Linked DNA regions of Sus scrofa: region 1 is linked to region 2. The links are chromatin contacts, called in public Hi-C maps. All regions are on one chromosome and are shown on one strand. Each heading gives the region's core, a stretch centred on a gene start, on an enhancer-like site or on the middle of the called end of the contact. The rest is flanking DNA. Distances are from core to core; before and after follow the strand shown.

Region 1 (5,561 bases), core at 1,194-3,693, 680 kb before region 2:
ATTTGACCCGTAGCCTGGGAACTTCTATATGTTGCCTAAACTTCTATATGCAGCCCTAAAAAGGAAACAAAAACGAAAACAAAAACCTCCCCAAAACCCCCTCTATGTACCATTTTAGGGGTCAATGAGATATGAGTGACACATTAAAATCATGTGACCTTTAGCTACATGATACTTTAGACAAAGTATTAACCACCTATTATGCACCATGCACTGTCATAGTCATGGCTTTCCCCTATCACGGTAGGTATTACTATTCCTTCTATTTTACAGAAAAGAAAAAGTGAATATCAGGGAGATAAAATCACTTGCTGAAGGTCAAAAGAATATTAAGAGACCATAGGACTTGGTATTTCTGACTTCAAATTTCACTGCTTCACACAATCATACTATAACGTGGAGGACATGCTTCTTTCTTCTTCCTGCTGATTGTCAAGTTTAAACAAAAGAACCTCAAGATCTTTCTCTGTAAACCAAAGCCCCCCAAACATGCAGGACAAGTGGGACTTTTGATATCTGGCAAAAAAACACAAACAAAACAAAACAAACCATAATGAAACAAAAATTCACATTCCCTGACCTGAGTAAGCCAGTAACGTTTGTATTGTGAGTGAAACATACTGTCTGCCACATCAATAAACAAAGGATATTGTTGCCATCAAGGCACTACACACACCCCTCCACCCCCCACCTTCAGTGGTGAGCCCCAAGGGAACTTGGGTTGGAAATAAATGGGCTGCCCCCTGCCCAATGACAAGCCCTCAGCCATTGCAGCTCCTGCCTAAGGTGGCTCAAGAAAAGGAGCCTGGCCCTAGGGCGCTAAGGTGCAAAGCAAAGGAAGGATTTCAGTGAGCCCAGATGCCTGCATATGTGCAAACATAGAAAAGTGCTGAATTGATTAACTTGAAATACCTGGCTTTCTTTAATTAACAAGAATCATATATAGTTCAGACCACCTAGTCTTTACTGCAAACATTTCTGTATACCCTGGCTCCTTCCTTATCTCTTCGGAGCAGTCACTTAGACGTCTGAGAGGCTGTGTCCCAGGCTTAAGTCCTCAGTTTTTCCACCAAATAAAATAATTCTTAACTTTTAAGTTGTGCATTTTTGTTCAGTCAACAGTGTGGTTACTTAATTCCTGTGTGGCTCTCCGATTAGACGGAAAACCCCCGAAGGCAGGGATTCATTCCCTCCGCTTATCATTGTATACCTAGCGCCGAGCACAGCGCCTAACGCTGAAAAATACTCAGTAGATTTTTATTAAAGCAGTGCTCTCTGGGTGAGTGAGTGATCTCTAAAAGTTTCTGGTGTGAACTCAGCAATTTTAAATGCAGCTTATGGGCACATCAAGAAGGAAACGAGTTCCTGGAGGCACCTCTGGAGCTCTGGGACAGAGGTTTGATCTCTGGCATGGTGGGTTAGGATCCAACGTAGCCACAGTTGCAGTGCAGGTCACAACTGTGGCTTGGGATTTTTTTTTTCTCTTTTATTTTTATTTATTTATTTTTTCAATTTTTTTATTACTCAAATGAATTTATCACATCTGTAGTTGTATAATGATCATAACAATCTGATTTCACAGGATTTCCATCCCACAGCCCAGATTTGATCCCTGGCGCGGGAATGCCATATGCTGAGGGGGGCAAAAAAGACAAAAAAAAAAAAAAGAACAAGAAGAAGGAGACAAGTCCAACAACACCCTCAGCTTGTCCTTCTGTATTAAATAACAAACTGTTTATCAGACAAATATCTGGGTTGCAGTTCTGACTCGGACAGCTGTACAAAGTGAAGCATTCTGAGTAAAACAGTTTATAACCTGAAATTTGCTGCTTTTTTGGGTCTTATAAAAATAAATTACTCACATAAACAATTTTTATACATAAAGAATCTGAGAGAAATATACTGAATGTCAGTGAAATGCCTCAGTAACAGACATGCAATAAAAGTAATTTTTACCCCTGAAAAAGGAACACTTTTTAAAGGAGCGAGCATCACTGTATCCACTGGGTGGCGCTGCAGACTGATGTTAATGTTACTTCACAAATTGATAAAGGGTGTCAGGAAATTCTTTAAAATATTTGAACAGTAACTCCTTTTATGTAAAAGCTCCCTTATTTCATTTAATTCTCACAATAGCTCTCTGAAGTATGAAATATGTCTTACTATCCCTTAAACACGGACGTTAGACACCATTAAACATATGAAACTGCCTTTCAGGAGATTCATAATGCATTTTCATAGAGCTTTTCAGTTTAAAATGGCCATTCACATTTGAGCCGTATATTCCAGAGTTATTTATTGGTGACCTTTGGTTCTCTTCTCGCCTTTCAAGTGTCCGTCTCATAAAAAGGCAATCTCCACGGAAGGTCGACTGAAACAGCTGGCTATGCATTCCTGGCGGGGCGTGTTGGGCTCCCTGCTCTGTGAAGATAGGAAGGTGCTCCCAAGAGCCGTGAAGTCTCTGGCGATGGAGCAGTGGGAGTGAATGCAGGTCACCATTACTTTCCCTGGAAGCTTACTCCGCATTCATTACAATTCCTCCCATTCTTTTTCTTTTGAATTTGAATTTTATTTTTTCAATGATTTTATTTTTTCCATTATAGGTGCTTTACAGTGTTCTGTCAATTTGCTACTGTACAGCAAAATGACCCAGCCACATACGCACACACATATATATATATATGCATTCTTTTTCTCACATTATCCTCCATCATGCCCCATTCTTCTCATTCTTTAATCCTGCTCAAGCCATGATTTGCATATGATTCCCATACTCTCTTAGCCCTCTAAGGAGAAAGTGATACTTGATGTGCCTGATCATGAATTAGCTAATCAATGACTTGATCGCTTTTTTTGATATTTTCTTCTATTACCTCCACAGTTTTATCTTTCGCATTTAGGTCTTTTTCAACCCATCTGATGTTTAGTTTTAAATGTCATGTGAAGTAGTGGTCCAACTGACTTTTCTTCATATAATGGGCTAAATTTCCTAACATTATTTGGTAAATAATCTGGTTTCTCCATTGAATTGTGGTGTCACTAATCTGATATTCCATATACCACCTCTCTGTCCCATTTGTCCATAGGACAATAGCATGTTATTACAATACCATTTCAGTGTCTCTTGTAATATGGGTTTTTTTTTTTTTGTCTTTTTAGGGCCACACCAGCGGCATGTGGAGGTTCCCAGGCTAGGGGTTGAATCGGAGCTGTAGCTGCCAGCCTATGCCAGAGCCACAGCGATAAGGGATCCCAGCCTCATCTGTGATCTACACCACAGCTCACAGCAACGCTGGATCCTTAACCACTGAGCAAAGCCAGGGATTGAACCTGAAACCTCATGGTTCCTAGTCAGATTCGCTAACCACTGAGCAACTATGGGAACCCCCCCCCCTTTTTGTTTTTTTTGTCTTATAATATGTTTTAAGATCTGGTAGCTCTTGTTTCCCCTCTCTGCTCTCCATTTACTATCATGGTGGGTCAGTTATTTCATGTAAATTTTGTATGAAATATTAGTGACTCTTACACTTTCAGTTACATTTTACAATTAATTTTTCAATTCAGCCCAAAAAAATCTTTTTAGATTTTCAATGGAAATTTACTGAATCCTATAGATAAATTTTGGAAGAATCAATATCTTTGCAAAATTATGACATCATGTTCACTAATGTAACATAGCTGTTCATGTAGTCGCTCACTTTAATAGAGTTAACTTTTTTTCTGTACAAAATCCCGGTGCCTTCTGTGTTAGGTTCAATAATTTCTAGAGACTTTATAAATTTTGCTGTAACTGTAAATAAAATCTTTTTTTCTTTTCCTGTTCTGTTTTTTAACTTTTATTGCTGGGTAGAGACACATTGATTTGTTTAGGTTGATACTGGATGAGGCAATCTTTTTTTTTTTTTTTTAGGGCCACACTCTCGGCACATGGAAGCTCCCAGACTAGGAGTCAAATCAGAGCTACAGCTGCTGGCCTATGCCAATCTGAGCCTCAGCTCAGGGCAACACTGTTTCTTAACCTACTGAGCGAGGCCAGGGATTGAACCCACAACCTCATGGTTCCTAGTTGGATTCATTTCCGCTGCACCACAACGGGAACTCCAAGAACAATTCTTTTTTTTTTTTTTGTCTTTTTTTGCTATTTATTGGGCTGCTCCCACGGCATATGGCGGTTCCCAGGCTAGGGGTCGAATTGGAGCTGTAGCTGCCGGCCTACGCCAGAGCCACAGCAACGCTGGATCCAAGCCGCGTCTGCAACCCACACCACAGCTCATGGCAACGCGGATCGTTAACCCACTGAGCAAGGGCAGGGACTGAACCCACCACCTCATGGTTCCTAGTCGGATTCGTTAACCACTGCGCCACGACGGGAACTCCCCAAGAACAATTCTTACTCTCTGCATTCGGGGATTTAATTCCTTGAAAAATTTTCCTGTTTTTAATTGGGAAGAAATGTCAAAGGCAATTCAAATAAACGTGTGCATTGAGATGTGTTTAAAAAAACTGACTTCTGGAGTTCCCGTCATGGTTCAGTGGTCACCAACCTGACTAGTATCCATGGGATTGATCCCTGGCTTTGCTCAGTGGGTTAAGGATCCAGTGTTGCCATGAGCTGTGGTGTAGGTCACAGACACAGCTCAGATCTGGCGTTGCTCTGGCTATAGTTGTGGCCAGCAGCTACAGCTCTGATTTGACCCCTAGCCTGGGAACTGAGTTCTACTAGGTAATAATATATTTTTTTTCTTTTTAGAGCCACACCTGTGGCATATAGAAATTCGCAGGCTAGGGGTCGAATCGGAGCTGCAGCTGCCAGCCTATATCACAGCCACAGCAACAGCAGCCAGATCCAAGCCGTGTTTGCGACCTACACCACAGCTCACGGCAACACTGGATCCTTAACCCATTGAGCAAAGCCAGCGATTGAATCCTCACCCTCATGGATACTAAACAAGTTCTTAATCCACTGAGCCACAGCAGGAACTCTGATAACAAAATTCTCAGTAGGATAATATGTTAGAAAAATCTTACTCCTAGAGGCCTCGCATCTTATCATAAACAACTGCGTAACCCGGTACAGTTCAAAGTATGGTGTTTTCTGGGATGCATCGGAAACTAGTTGATTATTTTCAAGTTAGCAAAGCCCATTCTCCCACCTTTATCTCTTGTTGGAAATTTGCATGACCTGTGAATCATTACCAGCATGCCCATTTTAGAGAAAAGGGGACTTACCACATGGCAGAGGTAGAATCTGAATCCCATCTTTGGTTTATAGCCAGACACACCCCCAACAACCTAGGTTCCTGCCCCAGATTTGACTGTACTGCTGTTAGTGATGATGAAAAAGTAAAGGACAAAGCTTTGTGAGAGTGTCACCCTTTCTCTCTTTAAAGAAAACCTAACACGGTGTAGTGTCAGGCTAGTACAGCACTATGCCATTCTGCTTTTGCTGGTGGCGAATGCAGCATAATTCACCCTTATTTTATGATGCGTGTTTCTTAAAGAAAGCTAAAAGAAATTGTATTTGAAAGTTTAATAATCCTTTGGGATAATTGGAAACATCT
Region 2 (5,450 bases), core at 2,061-4,560:
AGTCAGCTCTCCCTGATCAGTAGGAAATTGTCCTGCTGTGCTAGCAGCACCTCTTCTCTCATCTCAATAAACTCTTCTTTCTCTTCCCCTGCTATGAGACCAGAAATTCTTCTTCCAACTTGCATGCATGGACCATGCCAATTCCCAGTGAGGAGGGTCTGAGGTTGGGGATAACTAGTCCAGCTCAGGATTCTATTTTCCCATTGGACTTGCCCTTCACTTTGGCACAGCCCAAAACTTGTAAGTGAACCCCGTCTGAGCCAGCCACATGTCCCAGGCAGCCGCTCAGTATTCGCATTCTCCATCCATTGTAAGACTCAATGACTAAATAAGGTCAAATAGGATTTAGATATGATGTGCCCTTCAATCTGGCCTGTTCCAATATGAACTTCATTCCACAGCTCCAACAGTGAGTGGTAGGTATAGAACTATTTGAGTTTTAAAATCCCATGCTAACCTTTTTTAAGGTCAACCCCACTAGAGAAATGTAAGAGTTTGCAAACTGAAGCTATTAAGAACTTGAGAAATTGTGAAAAGAATGCTCACCCCAAGCTTGGGAAACATGCTCGTGCCCATATTGCCAAGGGTCTCAGGCTGTGCCGCCCAAAGTCCCAGGCCAAGGCTCAGACCAAGGCAAGGCCACAGGTGAAGCTGCAGCTCCACCTCCAGCTCTGGTTCCCAGAGGTGCCCAGGTCCCTGCAAAGACTCCACAATAGGAGTTCCCATCATGGCTCAGTGGTTAACGAATCCGACTAGGAACCATGAGGTTGCAGGTTCAATCCCTGGCCTTGCTCAGTGGGTTAAGGATCTGGCATTGCCGTGAGCTGTGGTGTAGGTCAAAGACGCAGCTGGGATCCCACGTTGCTGTGGCTGTGGCGTAGGCCGGTGACTACAGCTCTGATTCGACCCCTAGCCTGGGAACCTCCATATGCCATGGGAGCGGCCCTAGAAAAGGCAAAGACAAAAAAATGTGTGTGTGTGTGTGTGTGTGTGTGTGTGTGTGTGTGTGTGTGTGTGTATAAATGATGAAAAGAGAAAAAAGGGAAAACAGGATGAGGCCACCTTAAGATCCTTCAGAGCTTGAAAATGAAATGTTGCTTTCTGTATGGTTAACCTCTAAAGCAATCAAGACAGGAGATATGAAGCTATCTATTGTTGCCAAGGTTTGAATTTTTCCGAAATGGCTTGGTGAAGACAGAAGGAGGTATTTTCTGTAATGAAGGAGAAACGAATGACAGGGAGAGTGTGTTGAACAATCTGGAGGAATCACAGCATTTATTTAGGTTTCTGGAGCTATCTGGGTTCTTGAGATGGACAGCAAAGCACAAAGAACTGTCCAAAGGCAGAAATAGCAACGCGCACCTTATCATGCCAGAAATGTCATATTCTTTCTATAAACAATATGGAGCAAAGGTTCACGGAGAGTGAGAAGGCTGACCTGGAACAATGTTTTCACTACTCATCATTGTTGACAGTTACAAGAAATCAAGGGAAGGGATTTTCTTGTCTAATTATTTCTAACCTTAAAGTTCAGGGAGTTAGTCTTTCGCAAGATTAGAATGCACTAAGTACATCCTGAGGAAAGGGTGCAGTGCATTCCCTGGACCACTGTCCAGGAGATGTGAACTCTCTCCTTTTATTCAGGCTATCAGAGGAAGGGCCCGGAGGGGAGGGGAGCGCAGTCACTGCTCTCAGTAAGTGCTTCCTAAGCGCTTTGTATAGCTTCCACTACTGGGAACAGGGCAGCAGACACCCAGGTGATGGAACTCAGTCTGACCCTAGATCATTCAGCCCAGGCCCCAGCCAAGGGCCATGGGCTCCCAGGGAGTTATAAATAACCCCTCACAACTGCTTTCTGGTGATTTATTACTATTAAGGGGGAGAGGGCACTTCCTCAAAGATACCTGAAGTGAACGCAGAAAGGACTCTAGAAGCGCATCCTTTGACCACCTTTTTTTTTTTTTTTTTTTTTTTTTTTTTTTTTTTTTTGCCTCGCAGTGTATGGAGTTCCTGGCCCAGGGATCAGATCCCCGCGGCACCTGCAATCTATACCACAGCTGCAGCACCAGATCCTCTACCCACTGTGCCTAGCCGGGGATCAAACCTAGGTCCCAGTGTTCCAGAAACGCCAACGATCCCCTTGCACCATAGCAGGAATTCTCTTTGCTCAACTTTAAACGTCAGGGAAATAGCTCAAAATTCTCTTGAAGAGATAAATAGGCTGATCTTCAAGTTTTTAACTATCTTGATGATTCTTCCATGCTTTGTTCCCAGGGATGTCTCAGGAAAATCGGATTTCTACTATTTAGAAATTCGTGCGCCTTTGCTGCCTGTTTCCCAGGGGCGGATCTTGTGATCTGATACGTGGACCCCTTGATGAGATACTGCGGGGAGAGCATTTGATGCCCGAAGGAATCCGCTCCCACGCAGGCAGCCGGCACCTGGTGCAGCGGCCAGGCAGCTCTCGTCATCACAGAAATTATACAATATCACGGAGTGCTCCCCACCCCCACCCCTGAGCATGATGATCGCCCCTGATAGGGGCACCTCCTGTGCTTGGAGTCTTCCAGAAAGGCGTTCCCACTCTCCCCCACCATTCACTGCTTCTGAGATTGAAACATTTGCATGGAGTACTCCTTTTACATAAAAACTCAAACTGTAATTAACAACTCCCCCCACTCCCATATCTTATCCTCAGTGAAGACAAGGGCCAGCTGCTTACTATCTGTGGGAGGGAATTCCAAAATACTTACCAGAATTTGCAATTATTTCCATTGTCCTGAGAATACCCTACCTCTTTGATACTTGTATATTTCTGTTGGTCCAGATCTGCCTCTACTTTTTGCTATGAGATCTTGGCAAGACAGTTAATCCCTGTGTGCTTCATTTGTCCACCTGGGAGTGGGAGAAAACTGTACAGGGCGACCTCAAGATCCCTGGCAACTCTACCTTGTTATGATTCAATGATTCCAACAGTTCTTACTCTTCCAAGGAGTATTTGGAGTATTCACTGTTTTGTTGGAAATCGTTGAGTCACACTGGAATGACAATTATATGAGATTGGAGTACAATGCTATCTCCTGAAATAAGACTGGACTGAGGAATGTGGATGAGGAACGCAATGAGGTGTGGGAGGGAAAGCTTAATCAGAGCACGGAGATGGCATATCCTGGGCCAACAGATGAGATTAGGCAAATGCCAGACCCTTGATAAATGGCCAGCTGCAATCAGAAACATGACTCTTCCCAGAAGAGCTACCTAGCATTCATTTGGCAGAAGTCTCAGCGTAGTGACGCCGATGCTTTGCACGGGCTGGATGAGTCAGCCGCTGGGGCGCTGACAAGCGGGGCGTAGAGATTGACAACGTGGATGCCTGGGGCTGTTAGACTAATAAAAAACAGGACACATTCCAGAAGTCTTACTTTAGACACCCATGAACAAAATGTCTTCCTTAAAGTACAGCCTGAAACCTTCATCTGCAGCGTCTGAAGTGAGGGACTCACCCCTGGGACATCTTAGAGGTAGATCCACCCACCATTAATGGGGGGGTCATAGGAAACTGTAGGCAACGCCAAGCAAAGATCCCAGGAGTGGCCAGGAGAGAAGGAATCCAAAGCAAAGGACCACAGGCTCTGGAGATCTCTTTAAAAAGTCTAGGCTCAGGCTTAGGGGGACATCCCATGAGGATGGCAAGCCTCTCACCCTCCCCACGTGGGAAGAAGGGAAAGAAGAGGTGAAGTAGGGGAAGGTTTTCTCCTGGGTCAACCTCTCCAGAAACTACTGAGCAAACTAGCAGGACCCAGGGCCCTGGAGGACATCTTCCATGGGTAATTTAGTAAAGTGTCCAAAACACTTTGACTTTACAAACTGAAAGCCAGTAGCAGATATTCAAATATTCAACGCATATAAATATTAATTGCAGCATCAAGTAGTACGTAAGGCCCATTACGATAAAAATGTGAGAGTTCCCTGGTGGCGCAGCGGGTTAAAGATCTAATGTTTCTGCTGTGGGGAGGGTTCAATCCCTGGTCCAGGAACTTTCACACGCTGAGCCTTCAACCAAAAAGGGAAAATAAAAAATTTTAAAAGATAGTAATTTAATTTTATGCTGCCAAAAATAGCCCTCCAAAAAAAATGATGGAAAAAATGATTCTTTTTACTTATACCCCTTTATTTTCCCAAGTCATGTTACATTTCAATTCGCTTCATCTTATCGTGACTTCTGAATAGTGTTTTGTTTCCTTTACTCTAAAATACATTTTTACATATCTAAGATCGTCCAGATTATAAAACATCTTTTTTTTGGCAGTGCCCAAGGCATGCAGAAGTTTTCCAGGCACCAGTGATCAAACCAGTACCACAGCAACAACCCAAGCCACTGCAGTGACAACACCCGGAACCTTAACCCACTGAGCCACACAGGAACTCTTAAACATATTTTTTAATCAGCATTCTTCAATCACTACCTATTGTCCACTGTGCTCTAAATTGGGCCAGTTCCTTTCTAGGCCTGATTTACAGCTAACAGTTTAAGACCCTTTTTCATCTTATTTCCGAGGCAGTTCATTGGATTCAGTTTTCCTTTTCCTGCACGCCACTCCCAAGTTATTCCAGGAAGAGTAAATAGGAGAAATTTTCTGAGTCATTGGGTATCTTATTTTGTCTTAATTCTTGAATAACAGTTAGCTTGCTATAAAATTTAGGTTCAATATAATTTGGCCTTAGAACTTTGAAGTTTTGCTCCACTGTCTTCTAGCACCCGTGTAATTTGTACAAAGTGTGATGACAATCTTTAGGGGTTTTTTTTTTTTTTTTTTGGTTTATTTACTTATTTGGTAGGTGTTCTGGTGATTCCTTCTGCAAGCTTTATACCAGGAATTTCAAATTTTCGACAGAATGGTTCTTGGCACACGGAGACTATTTTTCATCTGAAAGTCTTTTTCTAGCTCAGTGAAATGATCTTTTCTAATTTATTTGATTATTCACTTTTGTTCTCTGATCTTGGATTAGTTACATACGAATGGCTTTCTAGAGCTCTCTGCCATCTCAGCTTTCAGATATTTTCTTTCCTGTCATTTTCTACATTCTGAGATATTTTCTCAACTTTATCTTCCAGATTACTAATTTAGTTTTCACTCATACCAATGATTAAATTCTACTGATTTTTAAAATATATTTGTGGAACTAATGCTTGATTTGTCGTGGCCTCTTTCATGTTCCCTTTTGCTCTCTGCTGCTTGCTCTCTTTTCGCAGCAGTCTGTTCTTTTGTGTGGACCCCCAGCCTCTCTCACCTCCCCAAGGATACTAATTTTCTTGCCTTCTTTCTTTCCTTTATCTGTTTCTCCTGTAGTCAGTTCCTCTCTCACGCATCTTGAAATTTCTCTTTTACTAAATATTTGATGGTCTTTGGTTGATCAGTAATATATTTTAATAAAAAAGCATATTGTTG

What was found. A called contact is a pair of places that touch in the nucleus more often than the background predicts.
Region 1: a contact with region 2 is called in a Hi-C map of adipose tissue, with 2.7 times the contacts expected there. The contact joins two enhancer-like sites. A contact is called at or near these places in 22 of 47 Hi-C or Micro-C datasets (adipocytes, adipose tissue, blood and 12 more) and 2 of 2 datasets of contacts at active chromatin or transcription factors (alveolar macrophages and skeletal muscle).

The regions. Positions count from the first base shown.
Region 1 is chr1:29,762,538-29,768,098 of Sscrofa11.1, reverse strand. No RefSeq gene overlaps it. Among named protein-coding and RNA genes, the nearest start is that of SGK1, 17 kb to the right of the region's middle. Within about 2 kb of position 2,443, at least 7 of the 83 cell types and tissues checked have an H3K27ac peak or open chromatin away from gene starts, as enhancers often do. A contact at or near this core is called in adipose tissue, where this site is marked.
Region 2 is chr1:29,082,516-29,087,965 of Sscrofa11.1, reverse strand. It overlaps ALDH8A1 (aldehyde dehydrogenase family 8 member A1), which reads right to left. Exons shown (of 7, transcript XM_021087621.1): 7 at 4,151-5,450. Among named protein-coding and RNA genes, the nearest start is that of ALDH8A1, 25 kb to the right of the region's middle. Within about 2 kb of position 3,310, at least 18 of the 83 cell types and tissues checked have an H3K27ac peak or open chromatin away from gene starts, as enhancers often do. A contact at or near this core is called in adipose tissue, where this site is marked.